Linked DNA regions of Mus musculus: region 2 is linked to region 1. Evidence: chromatin contacts called from public promoter capture Hi-C data. All regions are on one chromosome and are shown on one strand. The core of a region is the stretch at or near the end of the contact, and the rest is flanking DNA. Distances in the headings are between cores, read along the strand shown.

Region 1 (6,399 bases), core at 2,621-5,120:
GAGAGCCAACAAAAGTGTAGTGGTGGAGGAGGAAGACCTGAAACTGAGAAAGATATCAGAACTGGAAGGGAAAAGAGCAAGGTAGAGATAGAAAGGGACACAGAGAGGAAGACTGATGCCGAGTAACAAGACAAGAGGATGATGGGAGATGTAGAAAGTAGGGCAAGATAATAAGACAAAAGAAGGAGAAGCAGGAAACATACTGGGAGGGACAAATGTTAGGTAGTCTAGAGTAATATAAAGACTGAAAATTAAGCAGGAGAGAAAGGGATCTAGCAAGGGCATTGGAGCACCAAGATAAGAGGGTTAGACTATACAGGCTTAAGGGAGGGGGATCTGACCCTGCTGGAGTGGTGGTGGGAGAGAAACAATGAAAAAGACAATGGCTTTTTAAAAATCTAAAAGCTCAAGAGACAGTGGTAGTGGCAGAAGAAATGGCTTAGTGGTTAAGAGGAAATACTGTTCTTCCAGGTTTGCTTCCCAGTACTCATGCCGTGTGGCTCACAACTGCCTGGAACTCCAGCTCCAGGAGATCCGAGGCCTCCGGTTTCCACTGGCCTGGCACTCATGTATACATACCTGTGACAGAACCAAACATATACACATAATTTAAAATAATAAATCTATATTTGAGAAGGAAATGGGTGGGTGAAGGGGGGAGGGAGGAGGCCTCTAGGGAGGTAAGATTGAGACATACCAAAATGAAAGACAGAACAAGAGGGGGAAACAGATTGGAAGGAAAGAGCCAATTGTAGAGTCAGAGTCAATGAGTAGGAACAAGATGCAGGACAGCACAATCAATAGGAGAGAGAGGAGGAAATGTGGGAGGGCTAAAGCCTCAGCTCTGCCAAGAAGCCAAAGGCTCAGTGTATAAGGCCTTATTATGTGAGAGACAAGGGAACAGAAGGAATTCTTGAGCCTATCCTATTGGCAACTTCTTTTATCCCTCTAATCTCACAGAACAAGCACCCGCCTCTTATGTTACAAAGCCCAGTCATCTTATTGCATCTTAGGACATCCTCCCTGCCTTTCCAGGCTGTCACAGCAGCCTGAGTTAGTTTGTAGGCCCAATCATATGGGCCCTGGAATAACAAAAAAGCAGAAAGCTGCTTGGAAGGATTAAATGAAACAAACAAAACAAAACAAAAATGTGAACCTTTCAGCATGGTAGTTGGTGCATAAAAAGTTAAATTTTTCTTATCTACATTCTGGTTTTCTAGTGTCTTCATTCAATGTTTTTGGACAAGGCACTTCTCCTTTCTGGGTTTTAGCTTTGATCAGTTGTCAGATGTGAGGTAATTCTACCTTGATCACTCAGTAGGCCATTGGTTGGATCCAGTGCCTACCTCATATCTGGAAATAAGAGTTGCCCTTCTGACTGCCTGGCCATGAAGGCTAAAGCACTCAAGGCTGAGCCTGCAGACCATAGATAAAGCCCCTAGAGCTTATCACCATTAGAGTCTGGCTACTCCCTAGGATGAGCCCAGGGCGTGGGAGAGAAGAAGAACCCCTTCCTGGAATCACGTCTAAGCATCTGGCCAACGCTGGCTCTGGCAATCTGTAGGGAGTCAAGATGTCCCAGTTCCTGCAGGTTTATACAAACTCCTTCTCTGACACTGACAATAGCATTGAAGTATATAGTGAGACAGGAAGCCCTTAAGATTAGAGGCAAAGTCCTGCCCTGGAATGATGGTTGATTAAGGCCTACTTTCCATGTAGAAACCAGAAGAGGTCCAGTGGACTCACCATTTTTGTGGGGCTGTTGGCCATAATATACTGAGGGTCCTGGGAAAAATACAGAGTTCTTGATGTGAATTGAATTCTTGAGTTCATTTTAAAGCTCCAGTTACAATTTCTCTTGTCCTACACTGATCTTCTTGAACATCATTATGACCTATAACTTTGTATTTGGATTCTTAATGTCCATTCCATAACATTCTTAATATGAGCCAGGAATGAGTAAAGTTGAATAGAGGAAGCATTTCAGGCAGGGTATTAAGAACATAAGGTCTTAGCTGGGTATCTCTTAGCTGGGTATTTTGACACCACAGCAAGCTGTGACAACAGGATCCTAAATTGCATATTAGTTTGGGCTGCATAGCTCCCAGTCAGTTAGGACTAAGTAGCAAATCTTTTCTCAGACAAAACATACTCTGGAGCCAAGGAGTCACATCATAAATATATCAGAGTTCCACCTTGCTTATATCAGACTAAGTCTGGAAAGCTGGAGATGAGATTTTTGTCTCATTTTGTTACTTTTTTACTGTATGTGTACTTTGGCTCCCCTGCTCCCCTCCACCCTTTTGAACTTTACTTTCTCCACAGACATTGGATTAGATTGGAAATTTCATAATTTATCTTCTGGTTCTGATATACAAACATTAACAAAGCTCTGACCATTGTCAATGTTCTACATACATAGACTTATTCAGTCCTCAGGATGATGTTGGAAATAGACACCGAGGTCCCCAAAAGATCTGTGACTCACCCAAATTACAAAACTGTTAAGTAAAGGAAGCAAAATTTCAGCTTAGGCAGTCTGGTTCCAGAGACTTCTAACTTAGCGACCATGAATCTATGGTCCAAACATTCCCGATTTTCATAGCTGGGAAGTTGACTCTAGACACCAAGCCACTCTGTTACAGTAATTTATGACCAATGCTTTCTCCAAATGTTCTAAAGTAGGATTTGGGGTACTATTGAACATTTATGAATTCATTTCACCACTTAATGATTTATATAACCCACTACATAGAAAAGATTTCGAGTAATTTTAAAACTAAATCAAAGAGGGACGGGAATTCTCAAGACAAGTGGCATCATTACTCAAAGGGTTTTTTTCCCTGTATGTCTATAATTCCCTTTTAGGTCAGCACCTAATTTGCAGTCCCATAGGCCAGAAAGATCAGCTGGGCCACCATCCCAGCAGGGAAGCCAGAAGCCACTCTTGCAGCTCTTCTGTCCCCTGTCTCCCATTACTTGTGGCTTGATATTAAGAATCATTTAAGTCTGGAAAAGAATCCCTTGCTTCTTCCAGTGAAGCATCAGGCCTTATCTCCCCTCCTAGTGCCCTCTTTCCAACCCTGGAAAGTCAAAGGACAATTAAAAACAGAAGAATGTATACCACAAAACTAAGAAATTTGTGGGAACTGTGGGCAGGCCCTTTTGTCAAAGGATAAATGACCTGCCTGGGATCTCACAGTGACTTAAGAGTGAGACTCCAAATCTGCCTTTTCTGTACAATGACAATTCTCTTCCGCCTTTTCCCTTTATTTCTACTAATTTTGCAACCTCTCAATTCCTGCATCTTGCCTTACCATTCTTAACCACCCCCCCTCCCCCACAAAAGCCTCCAATTTTCCTTCCCTGGATCTGACCCCCTACCCACAAGGCTCTGAAACCTCACACTCTGTTCTAGGCCAAGCAGATGGGAAAGTGTCAAGTGATAATGGGGTGACTGGAGAATTTTGGAAGAAATATGAAGATGCCTTTCCTAGAGAAATGGGGGAGAGGAAGAGACAGAGACAGAAGGAGACTAAGGAGACAGAAATGGGTTTTGAGGGGTTGAGGAGATAGAGAAAAGTCCTTTGAGGGAAAAGTAACAGAAAGCAGGAATGTCAGACAGAGAATTAGTGAAGTAAGATGAAAGTACTGGAAAGTAGTAAGAGAGAGAGAGAGGGAGAGGAGGAAGAAAGGAAAACCCCCAAACAGAAGAGAGTTTCTGTGAAGGTCAAAAGTCCACCCAGGGTCAACATACAGTGTTGGTGAGAGCCCAGAAAGAACACTGAAAGAACCTCTTACCTGTTGCCCTGCACTGAGGACGAACCAAAGACGGTGAGTGCTGTGGGCTGGGCTGGGAAGCAGCTTTCATCCCAGCCTCCTGCTCAGCCCCGCCCACCCCACCCCACCCCCTTCCGCCTCGGCCTTAAGGTATCTCAGGCCTCTGCTAAAGATAAAAAGCAAAGTAGTCTCCTTTCACTCCCCTTGTTCTGTGCCTTCTCTTTCTGTTTTCTTCCTCTACTCCCTCTGGGGTAGTGAAACTAACTCATTCGATTTTGAGATCAGACCATCCTTATAAATCCAGGGCACCTTCTGTAGAACCATCCCTCTGACCTTCAGTTCCCTCAGCCATGAAGGAGGCCACTAAAGGCAAGTCCACGTGGAGAGGACCCTGAAGTCAGACATAGAATACACTCTCGGCACTCTAGGCACTGGGGCTCTGAAGGGTTCTAGCTGTGAGCCTCCATGGAAAGTAGATCAACTCAAAGGATGTTGTGTCACTTCAATAAATGAACAAATATTTGGCACAGTGCTTAGTTTGAGAAAATAACAGTTTGTGTTGATTCAGTGGTTTTACTCTGTACCTTGAGGGGGTAATTACTTTGCATTGATTAATTAAGCCTCATAAGAATCTTAAGACACTTGCTCTTAATGTCCACAGTGGTCTGGGAATGAAAATCATTTGAAAGAAGGCTGCTGATGTCATTGTGGTCATGTAGAAGGAAACCCACAGCACTGGGCTGGTTTGTGTGAATTTGTAATGGATTGGATTCTAGAAACAGATGTTCAGGTCTTATTCTCAGGTGTATATCTATATTTATTTTTCAAAACTAAAGAATTTTAATTTCAACAGTCAGATAATAAAGTGATTATTCACATAAAAAAAGAATCTTAAGACAGAGGCACAGTTATCTCTGTCACAGATAAAGACCCTAAGACTGGGAGGGTGGGCTACTAATAATTGCACATCTACAAAGTACATACCTCGGCTACAAAGTTGACAGTATGCTCCCAGAACCCACACTCTCCTGTACATCTTAGAACATACAGCTAAAATATTAGTTTCTCTGTTTTCTACCCCTTTTAATATTTTCTCTTATATTGTATTCCCCATGCCTTTCCTAAGGCTAGGGCAATGGAACTATGGCCATATGCCAATAACTAATGGAGGTCTTTCCATAAAAGCCCACTATTTAGTGGAGTTACAGTATTAAATCCAAAGGTATTATAATTAAACACACCCTCGTGGGTGGGAATGTAGGACAGTCCCAGGGATTACCCCTCTCCTTTAGGAATAACTTTGTGACCTCCACATAAGACCAGAGACACTGAAATTAATAGAGGAGAAAGTGGGGAAAAGCCTCGAAGATATGGGCACAGGGGAAAAATTCCTAAACAGAACAGCAATGGCTTGTGCTGTAAGATCAAGAATTGAAAAATGGGACCTCATAAAATTGCAAAGCTTCTGTAAGGCAAAAGACACTGTCAATAAGACAGAAAGGCCACCAACAGGTTGGGAAAGGATTTTCACCAATCCTAAATCAGATAGGGGGCTAATATCCAATATATATAAAGAACTCAAGAAGCTGGACTCCAGAAATTCAAATAACCCCATTAAAAAATAGGGTTCAGAGCTAAACAAAGAATTCTCAACTGAGGAATACTGAATGGCTGAGAAGCACCTGAAAAAATGTTCAACATCCTTAATCATCAGGGAAATGCAAATCAAAACAACCCTGAGATTCCACCTCACACCAGTCAGAATGGCTAAGATAAAAAAATCAGATGCCGGCAGATGCCGGCGAGGATGTGGAGAAAGAGGAACACTCCTCCACTGCTGGTGGGATTGCAAGCTTGTACAACCACTCTGGAAGTCAGTCTGGAGGTTCTTCAGAAAATTGGACATAATATTCCTGGAAGATCCAGCAATACCTCTCCTGGGCATATACCCAGAAGAAGCTCCAACTGGTAATAAGAACACATGCTCCACTATGTTCATAGCAGCCTTATTTATAATAGCCAGAAGCTGGAAAGAACCCAGATGTCCCTCAACAGAAGAATGGATACAGAAAATGTGGTAAATTTACACAATGGAGTAGCTGTCTCGTATGAGGCTATGCCAGTGCCTGGCAAATACAGAAGTGGATGCTCACAGTCATCTATAAGATGGGACACAGGGCCCACAATGGAGGAGCTAGAGAAAGTAACCAAGGAGCTGAAGGGGTCTGCAACTCTATAGGTGGAACACAAATATGAACTAACCTGTACCCCCAGAGCTCGTATCTCTAGCTGCATTTGTATCAGAAGATGGCCTAGTCGGCCATCATTGGAAAGAGAGGCCCCTTGGTGTTGCAAACTTTATATGCCCCAGTACAGGGGAATGCCAGGGCCAAGAAGAGGGAGTGGCTGGGTAGGGGAACAGGGTGGAGGGAGGGTATAGGGAACTTTCGGGATAGCAGTTGAAATGTATATAAAGAAAATATATAACTTTAAAAAAAGGAATAACTTTGTAACAAATAACTTTGGATAATTGTGAAACTATTTGCACAAAAAGAAAATTCCTGGGCCTATAATATGGCTCATCAGGCAAAGGTGTCTGTTGAGTAAGCCTGGCAGTCT
Region 2 (6,909 bases), core at 2,071-4,570, 1.6 Mb before region 1:
AATGCTGCAGCCTCAGCTGCTGAACTCCCACCCTGCCTGCCCGCGCTTCCAACAGCAGCCTTCTCACCCACTCCTTACAAACCCAGAACAGGCCTAGCAGGGGAGTCGCTTGCAGCAGCATTGGTTACAGCAATGGCTACAGGTTCTCCTGACACCGGGCAAGGAGGAAGGTGGGAAAGAGGAAGACAGCTGTCTTTTCTTCTCATCAACTCCTCCACTCATTCCAGACCCATCTCTTCTAGTTCAAAACCTGGAGATACCTAAGGCTCTTTTGGCTTTTCCCAGTTCAGTACCTCAGCAGGTCCTGAGGCCAAGACTCCTAGGAGTAGTTAAGCTGTAGGGAACAAATAACATGCCTTTAAGACAGGCAGACTTAGATTCTAGTCGCAGCTCCATTAGCAAATAGTAGCATAACCTTGAATAAGGCCCCTTCATCTTGAAGCCTCAGTTTCTCCCTCTCTAAAATGGAGTTGCTGATGCTCACTGAGTGGGCTGGGCTGTGAAGTCCAAAGGAAGCAATCATAGATAGGCAAGCAGTTAATATGTGGTTGAGAGAAACCCAAAGTGTTATTTAAACCTCTTTATTAGCCAGTAGGAAATGTGATGCAAGGGATTCCAACAAGCAACCTGGAAAGTGTACAAAAAGAAGGAAGGAGTCAGAAGCAGGCCCGCAAGGATGGCAGAAGGGCAAATGGGCTTCCAGCCAGCCAAGAAAATCAGACCTGATGTCTGCAGGGTAGAGAATCTGAGAGCAATGGAATTCGGAAATTGAGAAAGATTCAGGTCTTTTCATTGGGCTTAATGCTCAAATCAGGAACTATATGCTTCCTCCAGCTCTCTCAGACCCCCTTTAGACTTCAACTGGACCACTCAGGCCAGCCACCACCCCCATCCCTTGAGGCAATGTACTGCATCACAACTGGCTAGGTTGAAAAGTTCTCTTGATTTTATCTCAGATGTTCCCTCTGTTCCTGGATCTGCCCCCTGGAGCCATACATATTGAGGTTGCTCCCTCCATCACAGGCCTGACCCCTCTAGAGAAGTCTGCAACCAGGCTCAAGGACCACAATGCCCCATCCAGTCTTTCTCTGCCCCCCATTCTGGGGCTGTCCTTCTACCTCAACACTCAGCTGAGGGTGCACTGCAGTGGAGCCCAGCCAAGCCCTCAAGCTGCAGCTGCTGCTCCTGGGGCCCAGCCATCTCAACCCAGCACCCCAGCCTGCTGCCTCACCATGGGGGAGTTGCAGAGAGCTGTCTCCCGGCAGATTTCCTGAGGCAGAAGGCTTCCCCACCCCCAGCCCAGCCTCCAAGAGACACTCCACTAGTTGTGGCACATGGTAGGACCAGCTGAGCAGTGAGAGGAGGGGGAAGCCTGTCCATTTGCTAAAGGACTTCAGACTTGCTCTTTGGTGTGGTTGGGTTAGTAACATACCCATTGAATCTCAGTTGGCAGTCCCTGGCTTTAAAAAAAATATCTAGGGGAAATCATAGACTGGCAAAAGAAGGGACTCAGTCAAGGTCACAAAGCCAATCTGCAACAGAGCTGGAAGGGGACGCCAGTTCTCCCATCTCCCAATTCAATGTTCTTTTCAGTATAGCAGTAAAGCAATAGGAGGGCCTTTAGGGCATCCCTGTGAGCCTTCGTGCCCTTGACTCACAGCCTAATACATTTATCCCAATCAGCACACAATGGGATCTACATAGGAAAAGTAGATCCTGTCCATGTCCCATCAACTCAGAAAATATTCCTAACCTGTCTCAGACACATGTACAAACCCCAGCACAGGTCTGAAGCTGATCCAACAGATGGGAGATCTATGGACTTCCCTTCCTGGTAGGGCTCTTTAAATGGGTGTTGTTTTTCTTGAAGGGTGGAGACCAGCTGGACTTTGAGAAACTAACCAAGGGCCTAGCCTCCATCTTTGCTCCCCCATCTTTGCCACCATCACCCCCCCTCCCCATGCCAAGATGTGCTGCAGTTCCATTCTGGTCCCCACCTGCCTCGAGACGAGATCACCCCCCCCCAAAAAAAAAAGGTGTGTAGGAGTGTTTCTCTCTTTAGGGGGCTTGAGTTGATACCACCTCTGTCTAAAAATTATTTAATCCATCCTCTGGAAAGGATACAGCTAGGGGCTGAAGAAGTGGAGGGAGGTAGTGGGAATTGCTTTAGTCTCTAACTGGCTTTGGTTCTACAGGGAAAAGAAGCCCGCACTCGTCTGACCAAACCAATGTGTGGTGGCTAGGGAAAGCATGTCAGCCGGTTGAGGAGAACCTTCTCCCGATTGGGACAGGCGAAGCAGGAAATGGGATCAGGCATGGGCTTCATATACTTTATCTGCCAGCTAAGTTGGAGAGGGATCTAGAGGGAAAGGAATGGGTGGGGTGGGGGCCGCAAACACATTCCTTACTTTCTCTGGAGGGTTGTAGCCGGGCTGGTGCTGGTACTGGTGCTGTGACCTCCGCCAGCGCCAGGACTGGAGCTTCTGGATGCGCCACGACTCAACTGGCCCCGCTCCCGCGGTGGCCGCTGCCCCACGCCCACCGCCGCGGAATAGCCGGCTTCCTTCTCGCGGCCCGGGTGCGCTGGCCCAGCCTCCCTCCCGCCACGCTCGCGACCCAGGGCTGGGTTCTCATGGTGCAGGTGGCATTGGGCCACGTCGCGCTCGCGGGCTGTGTAACCGGTAGTGTCCTGAAGTTGATAGGAGGCTTCTCGCTCCTTATCCCGATAGATAGCTTCCCGGTTCTGGTAAGCGCCATCCCGGTTCGGGTAGCCCACGTCCCGGGACGCCTGGTGGAACTGGCTCTCCCGCAGCTCGCGGTGGTGGAACTGGGTCTCACGCAGGTTCTGGTACTGGCTTTCGCGGCCAGGACTATCCCGTGCGCCAAGGGGGTCCCGGTGCAGTTCCCCACGGTGCAGCTGGCTCTCCTCCCGCAGGTCGCGGTTCTCCTGGGTGAGCTGGTCCAACTGGCCCTCCAGCTCTTCTATGCGCCGCCGCTGGGTCTCCAACAGCTGCTGCTGACTCTCGATGATGTTGTTCAGCTCCAGCAGGTACTCCACCGCCCGGTTGGGGCTCTCAGATCCCGGGCCACCCGGAGGACCGGACCCCGCCTCCATCCTGGCGGCCCAGGGACAGGGGAACGGGCAGGAGAGCCCAGTCCCCGCTCGCTCACGGCGCCACCCTCCCCCGGGCCCAGCCGGGGGAGGGGGCCGGCGGGACGCGAGGGCGCGCACCGGGCTCGGGGGCCCGGGGGCCCTAGGGGGCCCGGGAGACAGCGCTGGGGCCGGCGGCACGGGGCGCAGGAGCTAAGGCTACCGCCGCCGCCGCCGCCGCCGCCACCACCACCGCCACCGCCACCGCCAGGGCTCGGAAGGACGCGGCCCACGGCGCTCCGCCCGCTGCGGAGTCACTGCGCAGCGCGGCCGCGCGGGACCGCCCCGGCCGCCGGCCCGCCCCCCGCCCCTGCCCCCACCCAGCTCTCCCGACCCGCCCCCGCGCGCCCCACCTGCAGTCGCCACCAACACCCTAGCTGGACCAGCCCCAAAGCACTGGCACCTCAGCTGGATGCCAGCCTTAGCTCAGCCTGCAGGAGATATCTCCATTCCAACTGTCCTGGGGTCTTCACCTAACAGCCTAATGAAGTCCTCCAACCTATTCTAATATGCACTGGCCCAACAGGCCCAAGACCCAAGCCGTCAAAACACCCAGCCCAGGCAGTCTCCAGACTCAGTCAACTCAGACTTCCAACCCCTCAGTCGGCCAACCCCACTCAGTATCCCATTCCTTATCCCAGCTGGCTTCTTGTTTTAGATGATCTCCTTCCAGCTCCATGACAATCTCTTGATTTTTCATTACAACTAGTCAGTCTATAGACCATTACTCCATCTCAGTACTTCTGCGTTTCTCTAGCCTTGTGATCCTCCAGCCCACCCAGTCTGTAGTTCCATATCCCAGACAGTCCCTGGAATTCAACTACTACTACTACTACCACCACCACCACCACCACCACCACCACCACCACTAACCCCCCCCCCCATACACACACACACATGTAACTCTTCAGGCATTTACCTTCAGCCCGCCAACCTCTAAATTCTTCATCCAAATCAATGCTCAGATTTCCAATCCTATCCGACCCCAGGATTCCCTATATTAGCCCGTTACTGGGTCTTTTGACCAAGGAAGGCCTTTTTGACAAGGGTCTTTTTTTGATCATTGATGATCATTTCCAACAAGCCCCAGGACTCCCCATTAGAGTCAGACTTGATGTCAAAACATCTTTCTTCAACCGTCATTTTCTAATCCCCATGGAAATGGCATCTTCTTTCATTCCACCATTGCCAATCAGTGAAGTTTTATCTTTTCATTAAGACCTGAATCAAATTCTCAGCATGGGTTTATAATACCTGTGCTTGTAAGGTTAAAGCAGGAAGACTGCTAGTATTTAGAGGCCAACCTGAACTAAGTAATGAGTTCCACACAATCCTTAGCTACAGTGTGGGATGCTATCTCAAAAAACCAAAATAACAATAGAAAGTTAGGAGCTGGAGAGATGGTTCAGAAATTAAGAGCACTAATTGCTCTTCCGAAGAACCTGGGTTCAATTTCAAGCACCCACGTGACAACTCAAACTGTAACTCCTGCTCAAGAAGGATTTTAAACACTCTTCTGGCCTTCAAGGGTGCCAGGCACTCATGTGATGCACAGACATAAATACAGGCAAAACACCCTTGCACATGAAGGGGAAGAAGGAAGAGGGAAAGAAGTAAGGAGAAAAGGAGGAGGACAAGGTGGAAGCCTTAAGTCAAATGCCTCTTTTTGAGTCCATCCCTGATTTTCCCAGTGATAAATGTTCTGTGCTTCTGTAGAGATCCTAAAGAGATTGGACAGAAACAGCAGAGTGAAATGAAAGGTGCTGAGAAGGCTGTGACTAACCAAGGAGAAAGCTCAAGAACAATGGGGATAGCCAGCTTTCTAACATAGGTTTGGGTCCAGAATGATTACAAGGCATGAAAAATGCCTTCTGAGCTGATGCAGAAGTTCTCTAGTGTGCTTAGCTAGCCACTGAGTACTGGACTTCATTTAGTTCCCACTGCTCAGGACTGCCTTGATAGAAACAGCTACAAAATGATGTTCTTAAGCTATCCTTCCATGGGCAGAAAATAAAATGGAAAAACATCACTTTCTTTGTAAAAATTTATTTTATTATTATTATTACTATATTATCATTATTAGTGTGTGTGTGTGTGTGTGTGTGTGTGTGTGTGTGTGTGCGTGTGTGTATGTGTAAAAGTGTATGCTACATATCAACATCGGATCCCCTGGAGCTGGAGTTACAGGTGGCTGTGAGCCACCTGATGTGGTTGCTGGGAACTGAACTTGGGTCCTCTGGAAGAGCAGCAAGTGCTCTTAACCTCTGAGCCCCTAAATATCAGTTCCTTTCTTTTTTCTTTTTTTTTAGATTTATTTATTTTATGTATATGAGTATGCTGTAGCTGAACAGATGGTTGTAAGCCTTCATGTGGTTGTTGGGAATTGAATTTTTAGGACCTCTGCTTGCTCTGATCAACCCTGCTCGCTCTGGCCCAAAGATTTATTTATTATTATACATAAGTACACTGTAGCTGTTTTCAGATGTGCCAGAAGAGGGCATCAGATCTCACTATGGATGGTTGTGAGCCACCATGTGGTTGCTGGGATTTGAACTCAGGACCTTTGGAAGAGCATCCAGTGCTGAGCCATCACACCAGCCCTAAATATCAGTTTCATAAACATACATAGTAAGATACCACATCCTCTATAAAGGCAAAAATCAAAGGGATTTACAATTTTAAAAAATGTTAGCACAAATGTGGAGATATTGGAACTCTCATTCATTGCCAACAGGAATGTAAAATGGAGCTGTCCCTTTGTAAAGCAGTCTGTCTATTACTTAAAAGGTTAAAAAAAATAGAGCCAACAATTCTACTTCTGGGTGTCTAAAGAGGAATGAAAGTGTACAACTAAATGACTATACAAGTCTATAGAGTATTCATTGTTGCCTTATAAATAATAATAACCAAATAATCAATTGTTGGATAAACAAAATGAGATATAATCAAAAATTGAAATATTGGGTGGAAAGATGGCTTAGTGGTTAAGAGCACTTGTTGCAGAGGACCTGATTTGATTCCCAGCAGCCACAAGGCATCTCACAATCATTCATAATTCCAGTTCCAGAGGATTCAACACCTTCTGTTGTATGTGTACCAGGCACATACATGGTACACATCACATGCATGTAGGCACATAAAATAAATAAATGTCAAATCTTAAGCAAAATATTATTTGAGGAGTCTAGTGCATGCTTATAATCCTAGGAAGGTGAGGCAGGAGAATTGTTAATTCCAAGCCAGCCTAGACTACATAGTGGAATTCTGTATAAAAACAACAGAAAGAATAAAGTATTAAAACATAAAAAAGAGTGGGTACAAGGGGGAAGAAGGGGACTGGGAGGAGTCAGGGAGGAACTGAGAGGAGTGGAGGGAGGGAAAACTTGGTCAAGATGTGTTGAAAAGAAAAATAAATTAAAATATATGTATAAAAGTGTGGTGAAGCTTAAAAACTTTCTACTAAGTGAAATAAACCAGTCACAAAAGACAAATATTGTATGATTTCTTTTATATGAAGTTCTAAAAGAGACAAATCTATAGACATGGAAATTAGAGTAGCATCAGTAGAGCTGGGGGGGGCGCTGCAGAAGTGTCTACTAATGTGTATAGGACCTTATTGGAAGGGATAAGATCTTTTTTTTTTTTATTTCTTTTTTATTTATTTATTTATTTATTATATGTAAGTACACTGTAGCTGTCTTCAGACACTCCAGAAGAGGGCATCAGATTTCGTTATGGATGGTTGTGAGCCACCATGT

What was found. Promoter capture Hi-C pulls out the DNA fragments that hold promoters and counts their contacts.
Region 2: a promoter capture Hi-C map of liver shows a contact between it and region 1, with 7 times the contacts expected there. The contact joins the promoter of Iqsec2 here to the promoter of Alas2 in region 1. A contact is called at or near these places in 1 of 39 promoter capture datasets (liver) and 1 of 9 other capture datasets (liver).

What each region holds. Positions count from the first base shown.
Region 1 is chrX:150,544,888-150,551,286 of GRCm38.p6, reverse strand. Alas2 (aminolevulinic acid synthase 2, erythroid) reads right to left here and starts at 3,870. Exons shown (of 11, transcript NM_009653.3): 1 at 3,802-3,870. It overlaps Mir3620 (microRNA 3620), which reads left to right and starts at 3,842; the gene lies at 3,842-3,902. It also overlaps a transcript of Apex2 not described here. RefSeq lists cis regulatory regions at 1,428-1,433, 1,446-1,451 and an enhancer at 1,335-1,536.
Region 2 is chrX:152,140,679-152,147,587 of GRCm38.p6, reverse strand. Iqsec2 (IQ motif and Sec7 domain 2) reads right to left here and starts at 3,320. Exons shown (of 15, transcript NM_001114664.2): 1 at 2,409-3,320. The coding sequence starts at 3,115.